Linked DNA regions of Sus scrofa: region 1 is linked to region 2. The links are chromatin contacts, called in public Hi-C maps. All regions are on one chromosome and are shown on one strand. Each heading gives the region's core, a stretch centred on a gene start, on an enhancer-like site or on the middle of the called end of the contact. The rest is flanking DNA. Distances are from core to core; before and after follow the strand shown. Region 1 overlaps FBXL7 (F-box/LRR-repeat protein 7). Region 2 has its middle 210 kb from the start of MARCH11.

Region 1 (4,323 bases), core at 347-2,846, 160 kb after region 2:
TTGCTGTGGCTGTGGTAGAGGCCTGCAACTGCAGGTCCAATTCTACCCCTGGCCTGGGAACTTTCATATGCCATGGGTGTGGCCCTAAATAACAAAAAAAAAAAAAAAAAAAGGGTGGTTTAATGATTAGGATTTGGTGCTTTCACTACTGCAGCCCAAGTTCAGTTTTTGATCTGGAAATTGTGATTCCCACATCAAGCCACTGCATGCGTGTTTGTTTTGAGTGTGTGTGCACACACACACTTGTGCACATAATAAAATTAAAACAAATTATGCTGTCATTAATTCTATACCTTGAGTCCCTACTGTGTGTCAGGAACTAAGCAAGCACTAACAAAAGCAGGGTGTAAAATCACTCAAATCCTTGCTTATGTGGAGTGTCCAAGCTTCCCCTTACAAAGGAAGCCCAGGTGAAGAGCATCCCCACTGGTTACTGGCCACTTGGGACAGATCTCTTATATCATAATTTATCAAGTTGCTATTATTCATGTGTTCAGTTTTACTAGGGAAGAGGAAGGGTCCAAGGCTATGCCATGTCCATCATTATTCTCAGGACCCAGTTTGCCATCTCTCACTCTAATAGGTACTGAAGGTATGACTCTGAGGCAGCCCCACCCACAGTGTCCACTGAGATGGGGGAGGGGTGAGTCTAAGCTGAGCTTGAAGAGGGAGCTCTGGGAAAATCTATCACTGACCATCAGAAGTACACGGCTGGATACCGAAAGCTTTACAACCAGAAATATATTTTAAATAAATTCAAGAGTTCATTTGATTCCTCTGAAATATATAAAGACTTGGTAAGTGAAACATTTGACCTAGAGGGGGAGCTTAAGAACTTGATAGGACTCTGAGAAAGATGAAGAAGGAAATTGAAAGAAAAATGCCCATTGTGGACTCCACAGGAAGCAGGCAAGGGGCTAGATCATTTCCACACAGATATTTCAGCTTATTTGGAGAAAGAGGAAAATAAAAAATTATTGGTCCTCCAGAGTGTGTGAGTCATTTCCAAGACAGATGTGCCCCCTGCTGCTGACAGACCTGGAACAGCTGTTGTGTTTCAACTGCCAAGTCCTAGGCTGTGGTCACAGGGCGACGGAGCAAAGAGTCAGAGTCCCCCGCAGCTGACAGATCGTCTGTGCTTTCACCGGGCTGCGGAGCCCAACAATTTCCAGCTCTGGACGATCTGTGAACTCAGAGTGGAGAGTGCCATGTGGATTTGCCCAGCCAGGCTCAGAGGTTCCTTCCAACCACTGGCATAGATACTGCCCTGAAGTGCTTCCTTGCTGTTAGACATCTGCGTATTTTGTGATTACAAGAAATAAGTGGGAGTTGTTTCTGGAAAGGATCTTATGAATCTGGAAGCTCAACTGATGACACCATTTCCAGAAATGTTAAAGAAAAGCAGGGATTTGAGGCAAAAATAAGTCCCTGTATTAGGGGGAATTTGCTTAAAACCAGTTTGCAGTTTAACTCTCTTCATCAGGAATCCTGAATATCAAGGATTGTCAGAAAACTGCATTTAAGCACTCTGCTACACTGCCTCAGGATGGGCTGAATTCTGCCCACTGGTTACAGTAGCTGCTTTTTCCTCTCCAGACTGTGGGGCCACTTCCTTCTCCAAGCCAGCTCTTTGGGGCTTCCAGGACGTAGTTCTTCCCTCTCCGTGGCTCTCTCCTTCCTGGCACAGTTAGGGTCATTTGTCAGCTAAAGTGTGTGTATGGGGGAATCTCTAAAGGCAGGGTGGAGGAGTGACCTAACTCCATGTGCCAGAATGATCAGTTTTTGTTTCTCATACTGGACACATGTGACAATTGGGCAGCTTTGGTCCAGACAGGTGGACTGAGGAGGCTGCATAGCAAATCACTGCCCACCATCCCCCTCACCTCCCACTGTGCTCTAGGCTGATTCTGTCACTTGTCCCAGGGCAGAGCGGCTTCTGGACACAGGTAAGACCCTACCCTCTTTAGCCGGTGTATCTGTGAGACACACTTACCAATCCATGATTAGTCCTGTCTGACCCATAGATTTGTACTGGGCTAATCTTCCTAAAGAATAGAGTGACCATGTATGCAAGGTGTTGAGCAAGTCCTATTTTATACCTGATGTCCCATCCTGATAATTATCAAAACACCCATCCTCGCACATGAGCCCCAGTGTAGGAGAGGAATCCATGATGCTGTGGCAACATTACTTCTCTGCGCAAAATCTTTAAACAACTTCACATCCATTGCTAACTTCCTCATCTCCAAACTGTTTTAAAATATGAATTTAAGTCATTTACTCTATTTTTTTTCAAGCTCTGCCAGAGATGTTCTTTTTGCTTTCGTATTTATCTTTGTCAAAACTCATTTAGAAAAGGGAACCCTCCTGCACTGCTGGTGGGAATGTAAACTGGTACAGCCACTATGGAGAACATTTTGGAGATACCTTAGAAATCTATACATAGAACTTCCATATGACCCCGCAATCCCACTCTTGGGCATCTATCCAGACAAAACTCTACTTAAAAGAGACACATGCACCTGCATGTTCATTGCAGCACTATTCACAATAGCCAGGACATGGAAACAACCCAAATGTCCATCGACAGAGGATTGGATTCGGAAGAGGTGGTATATATACACAATGGAATACTACTCAGCCATAAAAAAGAATGACATAATGCCATTTGCAGCAACATGGATGGAACTAGAGAATCTCATCCTGAGTGAAATGAGCCAGAAAGACAAAGACAAATACCCTATGATATCACTTATAACTGGAATCTAATATCCAGCACAAATGAACATCTCCTCAGAAAAGAAAATCATGGACTTGGAGAAGAGACATGTGGTTGCCTGATGGGAGGGGGAGGGAGTGGGAGGGATCGGGAGCTTGGGCTTATCAGTCACAACTTAGAATAGATTTACAAGGAGATCCTGCTGAATAGCATTGAGGACTATGTCTAGATACTCATGTTGCAATAGAACAAAGGGTGGGGGAAAAATGTAATTGTAATGTATACATGTAAGGATAACCTGACCCCCTTGCTGTACAGTGGGAAAATAAAAAAAAAAAAAACAAAAAAACAAAAAACTCATTTAAGTGGACACATGGGAAGGTAATTTTGGGATGACTTATCCACAATTCAACACATGGGGTGCAAGTGTTTGGGAAGTTCATTTTTTTTCCGCTTTGACTAAGAAAAAACGACCATCTAAGTGACAGACTCTATGTCATTTTAGAGAATGAAAGCAACTAGCTGAGGCAGTCTACAAACAAGCAAAAGGCAGAATGATGGGGACAAATTAAACAGGATTATTTTTAAGTTTTTAATACTTTTGTTAAATGAGTCAATCTGTAGTTGACTCATTTTGCATTTTTTGGGGGTCTAGTTACTATACTTATAGGTTATAGAGTTATATCAGATGATCTTTGTTGTTGTTGTTGTTTGTCTTCTTTTTAAATTTTTTTTTTTTTTTTTTTGTCTTTTTGCCATTTTCTTGGGCCGCTCTTGCGGCATATGGAGGTTCCCAGGCTAGGGGTCGAATCGGAGCTGTAGCCACCGGCCTACGCCAGAGCCACAGCAACGCAGGATCCGAGCCGCGTCTGCAACCTACACCACAGCTCACGGCAACGCCGGATCGTTAACCCACTGAGCAAGGGCAGGGACCGAACCCGCAACCTCATGGTTCCTAGTCGGGTTCGTTAACCACTGCGCCACGACGGGAACTCCCCTAAATTTTTTTTTACAAACCCTTGTGGCAAGGGCTGACTGAATAGATGGCAGTGAGGGAGCTGCTCTGCTATGTACGACAGATCAGGTGATCTTGAAGAACGGCATTTGGAAAGTTTGATTCTGTAATTACGAGTTTTGTTTTTGTTTTTGTTTTGTTTATTTTAAGCAGGTCAACTTGAGAAATAAACATAAAGGCTGTAAGACAAAAATCAGTCTTCACTTTTCTCTCCCTATTTTACTCAGAGCCTGAAAAAGGAGGGTGAGTCTTCTATCTCCTTTAATACGCAAATAATTTTCCAACTTAAAATAAATAAAAGACACAATGTCTATTTTTAATCATTCACAGAGGTTGAATGATTAAGTAAACTCCATCAAATACTTCTGTTATGATAAAGAACTTAGCTTTCTTTTTAAAATCCTATGGCTTAATAATTTTTTTCCCTCCTGGATAGATTGTTTTCTCCTGAAACTGATTATGGTTGATCTGAAGTAACCTTAAGGGTCAAGTAGGGCCTTGGGGGCCCGGCCTTGACTGTGTATAAAACTTCTCAATGGCTATGACCACACTATTTCCCAAAGACTTTTGCAATTAGACATCATTGTAT
Region 2 (4,925 bases), core at 564-3,063:
TCCCATAAAACTGTACAATTTCTTACTGATGGCACTTGAAGAAGAAAGTTATTAAATCATTACTCATTTAATATAAATTTTTAGGATGAGTTCATATTTCTCACTGTGTACTTGGCTGAGGTCACAGTATGGAAATCTAGATATTGTGTAGAAAACCTGGGCAAGATCTCAGTGACTTCCAGGTCTTCAGACTTAATCTGCTACTGCTAAGGACTGAATAGATGGGAAGGTAATTTTCGAGGATGTCTGTTTTCTTTGAACTGTGACATGCAGGGCCAAAAGCCACAGGGGAAAAAATGTTCTGGAGTCAGGGAATGCCGGAACGACACCCTTGCTTGGACATCTCATGGAGTGAGTCCCTCTTCTTCATCTCTGCATTCTCATGGCTTTGCTCTGTACACTCTAGGTGCTCATTGGCTGATGAGATGAATTTAATGCTTAGTCATTAGAGAGCAGAGGAGAGAGACAAACTGCTACAGATGAAGAGAGATAACTCATTTCTTTTGTCAGGTAGGCTTATCCTTGCTTTTCTTGGAGGGAGTGTGGTTACAGTAGGGTTCCCTGGAGGAGGGTAGCAGTAGGCTTGGCAGTTGGGACAAAGATTCCTCTCTGTGGGGTAGGGGTTGGTCTCTCAAAGCACCCAAGGTCGCCACAGTCCTGAAGCATGAAACTTCAAAGTTTTATTGAGAGTCCCCAATGTGGAGTCCTCGGGTGTGGTTGCATGTGCCCCTAGCCATGGCTTCTCAAGAGGCGAAGGCTGGAGGATGGCTTGATCCCAGCAGTTCTGGGTTGTAGTGCATAGTGTTGATACGGTGTCCGCACTAAGTTCAGCATCAAGGGACCACCAAGTGGCTTAAGGAAGGGTAAATTGGCCCAGGTCAGAAATGGAGCAGGTCAAAACTCCCATGCTGATCAAAATGAGGAGTCCTCAAAGGGCAGAAAAGTCTGTCCCAGACCTGTTTTTTTTTTTTGTTTTGTTTTTGTTTTTTTAATAAAAATCTGCTCTATCATAAACTCTAGAGGTACGGGTGCTTCTCTGACAGCAGAATGAAAATCTCTCAGAAGCTGACTCTCAGTATTTAGTTCTCCGAAACCTTGCTTATAAACCAAATGGTAACCTACTGAACAGCATGTGTTGAATGGAGAACCCAATAAAGCTGAAATCGTTCCCAGCATTGCATTTATACCATGAGGACTTTTACAGCCATAATGTCAACTACAGTGGTTCTAGTTTTGTTTACTTAACCAGCCATGGAGGTAGGTTGACCAAAGAGTTAGTCCCATTTAGTCCATGAAACTGAAACTTTACCATTACGGATTCATTTCTTTGCCTTGAGTACTGACCTCTTGGATGCAGATTAATATATTAAGTTACTACTACCTTAGAGTGAAAGAGTTTAGAAGAAAAAGTGGGGATATGAGAAGCTTAAAGTAGTGGTGGGGAATATGAAAAGATTTAAATCAAAAATTAATATTTTTGTCTGGGGGAACCCATCTATAAGCATAAATTTCACAGACTCTTCTCAAGCAGAATTTCTCCACCTTGTCATAGGGAGGGAAAATTTTTGTTGTATACTGTACATTGCAGAATGTTTAGCACTACCCCTGCCCTATAACCACTGGACAACACTGGTAGCCTCCAACAATGGAGACAACAATGTCTCTAGACTTTGCCAAAAATGTCCCCTGGGGGGCAAAATCACCCCAATGAGAATCATTGTTCTAGTGTGAATTATCCTCTTGGAGACGCTAAGGGTAGAATCGGTATAACCGATTTCTCCCATAGATGGAGCTCTTGATCAACGAAGTGTTTCATTAAAAGGGCAATGGTGAATCTAACCAGAAGGAATAACAGTTAGATCACAGGCCACTCGGTCAATTGCAAAGTGCTTTGCTTTTGTCCCTCTTCTGAGTCAGCAAGAAATGGACAGCCCTGGGAAGTTCTGGTTTCTAATCCCTGCCTTGACCTCTATGTGATGGTCAGAAAGGTTGGTTTTGAAGCTGGAAGGGGCTAGCTGGCCAGGCCTCATCCAGGGAGGTTCCCAGGCCAAGCTGGACCAAGGCCAAGGTTTGCAGAGCATTGCGCAAAACAGCAGGACACTCATATGCTTTTGATATTGTGAAATCATTCCTCGTTACTCTGTACATTTTGTCTTTAAATTGCTTTCATCATTTTATGTGGTCTGTGGCACACACCTCATTTCTTTCAGCTTGCAGCTCTAATATTTCCAGCAGTTAGCTCTCTTAACAGAAGTGCCTTGTATTTTTAGCCAAGGAGTCAACATTATGTTAGGGAGTGGAGGTGAAAGGTTGGAATACAGTGCCCTGAAGTGAGAGGCAGCTAATCTCATAAAACGTGTAGTTGCTCGAAAAGGAAGAATATTCCTTAATGACCACAGTGATGATAAAGAAAGCCTCGACGTTCCCTGTGACATTTTGCTGAGATTACCTGGGACTGGTTTTGCACTAGACAAATTGTGCTTCTCATTTGCCAGCTCAATGCAAGGTCATGCTACTGAAAAGCAACGGTGGTGCTTCTTTCATGAGAATGTATGTTCACCCTTAATGCTTTCCTCTCCCACCTGTGAAGGGAGAGAGTTGACAGGTACAGGATAGCGTAGACACTCAGAGCTGACATTCTCTTCATTTGCCACTAGCAGCAGACTGTCCAATGTCAGGACCAAAATTCATCATAGCTGGGAGCTGTTTATTACCAGTAAACTCTTTTGAACAAATTCCATAAAGACTCCTGTTGATAGATGAATACCCTGGAGGCAGAGATTCGGGCCCATAGGGAACTTTCTTTAAATTCATTTAATTCAATAAGTACTTTTAGGGGTCAACTATGTGCAGATATAAACTTGGTTCCATTTAGGGCAATGACGTCACTCCCAGACATCAGCACAGAAGCCCATCTGGGACACCATCTTGGCCACGTCTGCTTGTCAACACTCCACAATCTCCTTTTCAGAGCCTCTCAAGGGATCTTTTTCCTTTGTCTGAAGTAGTAGCAACACCATGGGATGGGATGCTTCACCTTTAGCTGGGTATGAGGAGTTCAAAAAGCAAGTCACATACTGTCTACTCCCATTAATGCGTCCTCTGTCACTAGCAGTGACAGAAGTGGAAGTTTTGCAAATCAAGGAACCTGATTTAGGCTGAGCATGCTATTTGGATTTGTGTTTTTACAGATCTCCTTAGATGTTTCTATATGTGTTACTGGCCTAGAACCACCGCTTTGATGCATAGATTCTTAACCCTGGCTACACATTGTGGTCACATGGGAGAGCTTAAAAAATACAGCTGCCTGGGCCTGCTCCCCAGAGATTCAGATTCCATTAGTTGAGAGGCAGTGTTTCTCCATGGAAAAGTAATAAAATTTACATTGGTGGTTCTCAATCCTGGCTCTACATTAAAATAAGCTGGGGGGGTGGATTCTTTAAGTTTCTTGATGCCTGAACCCCATCCCAGATCAATTAAAATGAATCTCTAGGCTATAGCCCCAGCATCCATACTTTTTAGTTCCTCAACTTGAAGCCACTGATGCAAATTCTGCTACTTTCACATGGAGACTATACCAGCAATTAAAAATGCAGGAAGGGGAGTTCCCGCCATAGCTCACTGTTTAATGAAACCCACTGGCATCCATGAGGATGTGGGTTCCATCCCTGGCCTCGCTCAGTCGGTTAAGGATTTGGCGTTGCTGTGAGCTGTGTTATAAGTCACAGATGAGTCTCGGATCCCATGTTGCTGCACCTGCAGTGTAGGACAGCAGCTGCGGCTCTGATTCTACCCCTAGCCTGGGAACCTCCGTATGCTTCGAGTGCAGCCCTCAAAAGACAAAAGACCAAAAAAGAAAAGAAGAAAACCACAGGCAGGAAGGGTTACTAAAAGAAGGGTCAGCTCAGGATGGTTCTTTGCACATAAGGAGACAAAAGCCAAACATTTCTTCTGGAATCCATGGCAGTGTGTGGTGTGTTGTGGGTATGTGTATGAGTATGTGAACATATTCAGGACAGGTTTTGTAGAGCTGCACGAACAGCAATAGGATGCTTATGATTAAGAAAAAATAAATTCTGTACCACAAACATCTCTTCCTACCTGTACACGTCCTACATGCCTCAGGCTGTCAGGAAAAATAAGGTGAGGAAGACTGAGTCCTTTCTCATGCTTCAGAGGATTGTAATATAAGAAGGAACTATTGTTTTGACAGGCTTTATATAGTCAGAGAGAAGCAAGAGAGAAAAAGGACCTAATTTGGGCCCACATCCCCTAATCAGTCACTTGAGTGACCTTGGAAAAAGTCCAACACTTTTCTAAGCTTCTATTACTGACCTGTTGAAGGTCACACATATTTATTTATTTATTTAGACTTTTTAGGGCCACACTCCTGGCATATGGAAGTTCCCAGGCTAGGGGTCGAATTGGAGCTGCAGGTGCCGGCCTATGCTACAGCCACAGAAATGCCAGATCCGAGCCGCATCTGCCGAACCTATACCTCAGTTCACGGCAATCCCAGATCCATAACCCCTAAGCAAGGCCAGGGATCAAATCTGCATCCTCATGGATGCTACTCAGATTTGTTTCCACTGAGCTACATTGGGAACTCCTGAAGGTCCCATTTAAGTGGGAGGTGCTGCCTCTTGTGTCTTTGGCTTTGCTGCAATTTCTTCTCTCCTACAGAAGCTCCCTATTGCCTCTACGCCATGTCATCTGCATTCGTCCATGTCCTGAGGATCTGACCTGTTCCTGAGCCCACCTCTCTCCTCCTCCATGTGGCTTCCCCCTCTTCTACATCCTCTTGTCTAAGGACCCTGTTCTCTGAAGTCTCCACTGACCCCTAAGAAGCCATGCCAGTCTCCACACATGAAGTGATAATGGCATAAGTTGTTTCCCTCCCATGGATGAGCAATTGGGAGCAGGGT

What was found. A called contact is a pair of places that touch in the nucleus more often than the background predicts.
Region 1: a contact with region 2 is called in a Hi-C map of embryonic fibroblasts, with 2.3 times the contacts expected there. The contact joins two enhancer-like sites. A contact is called at or near these places in 6 of 47 Hi-C or Micro-C datasets (embryonic fibroblasts, fetal skeletal muscle, retroperitoneal adipose tissue and 2 more) and 1 of 2 datasets of contacts at active chromatin or transcription factors (skeletal muscle).

The regions. Positions count from the first base shown.
Region 1 is chr16:5,082,609-5,086,931 of Sscrofa11.1, reverse strand. The region is part of intron 2 of FBXL7 (F-box/LRR-repeat protein 7); the gene reads right to left. Among named protein-coding and RNA genes, the nearest start is that of FBXL7, 300 kb to the right of the region's middle. Within about 2 kb of position 1,596, at least 16 of the 83 cell types and tissues checked have an H3K27ac peak or open chromatin away from gene starts, as enhancers often do. A contact at or near this core is called in embryonic fibroblasts, where this site is marked.
Region 2 is chr16:5,245,854-5,250,778 of Sscrofa11.1, reverse strand. No RefSeq gene overlaps it. Among named protein-coding and RNA genes, the nearest start is that of MARCH11, 210 kb to the left of the region's middle. Within about 2 kb of position 1,813, at least 15 of the 83 cell types and tissues checked have an H3K27ac peak or open chromatin away from gene starts, as enhancers often do. A contact at or near this core is called in embryonic fibroblasts, where this site is marked.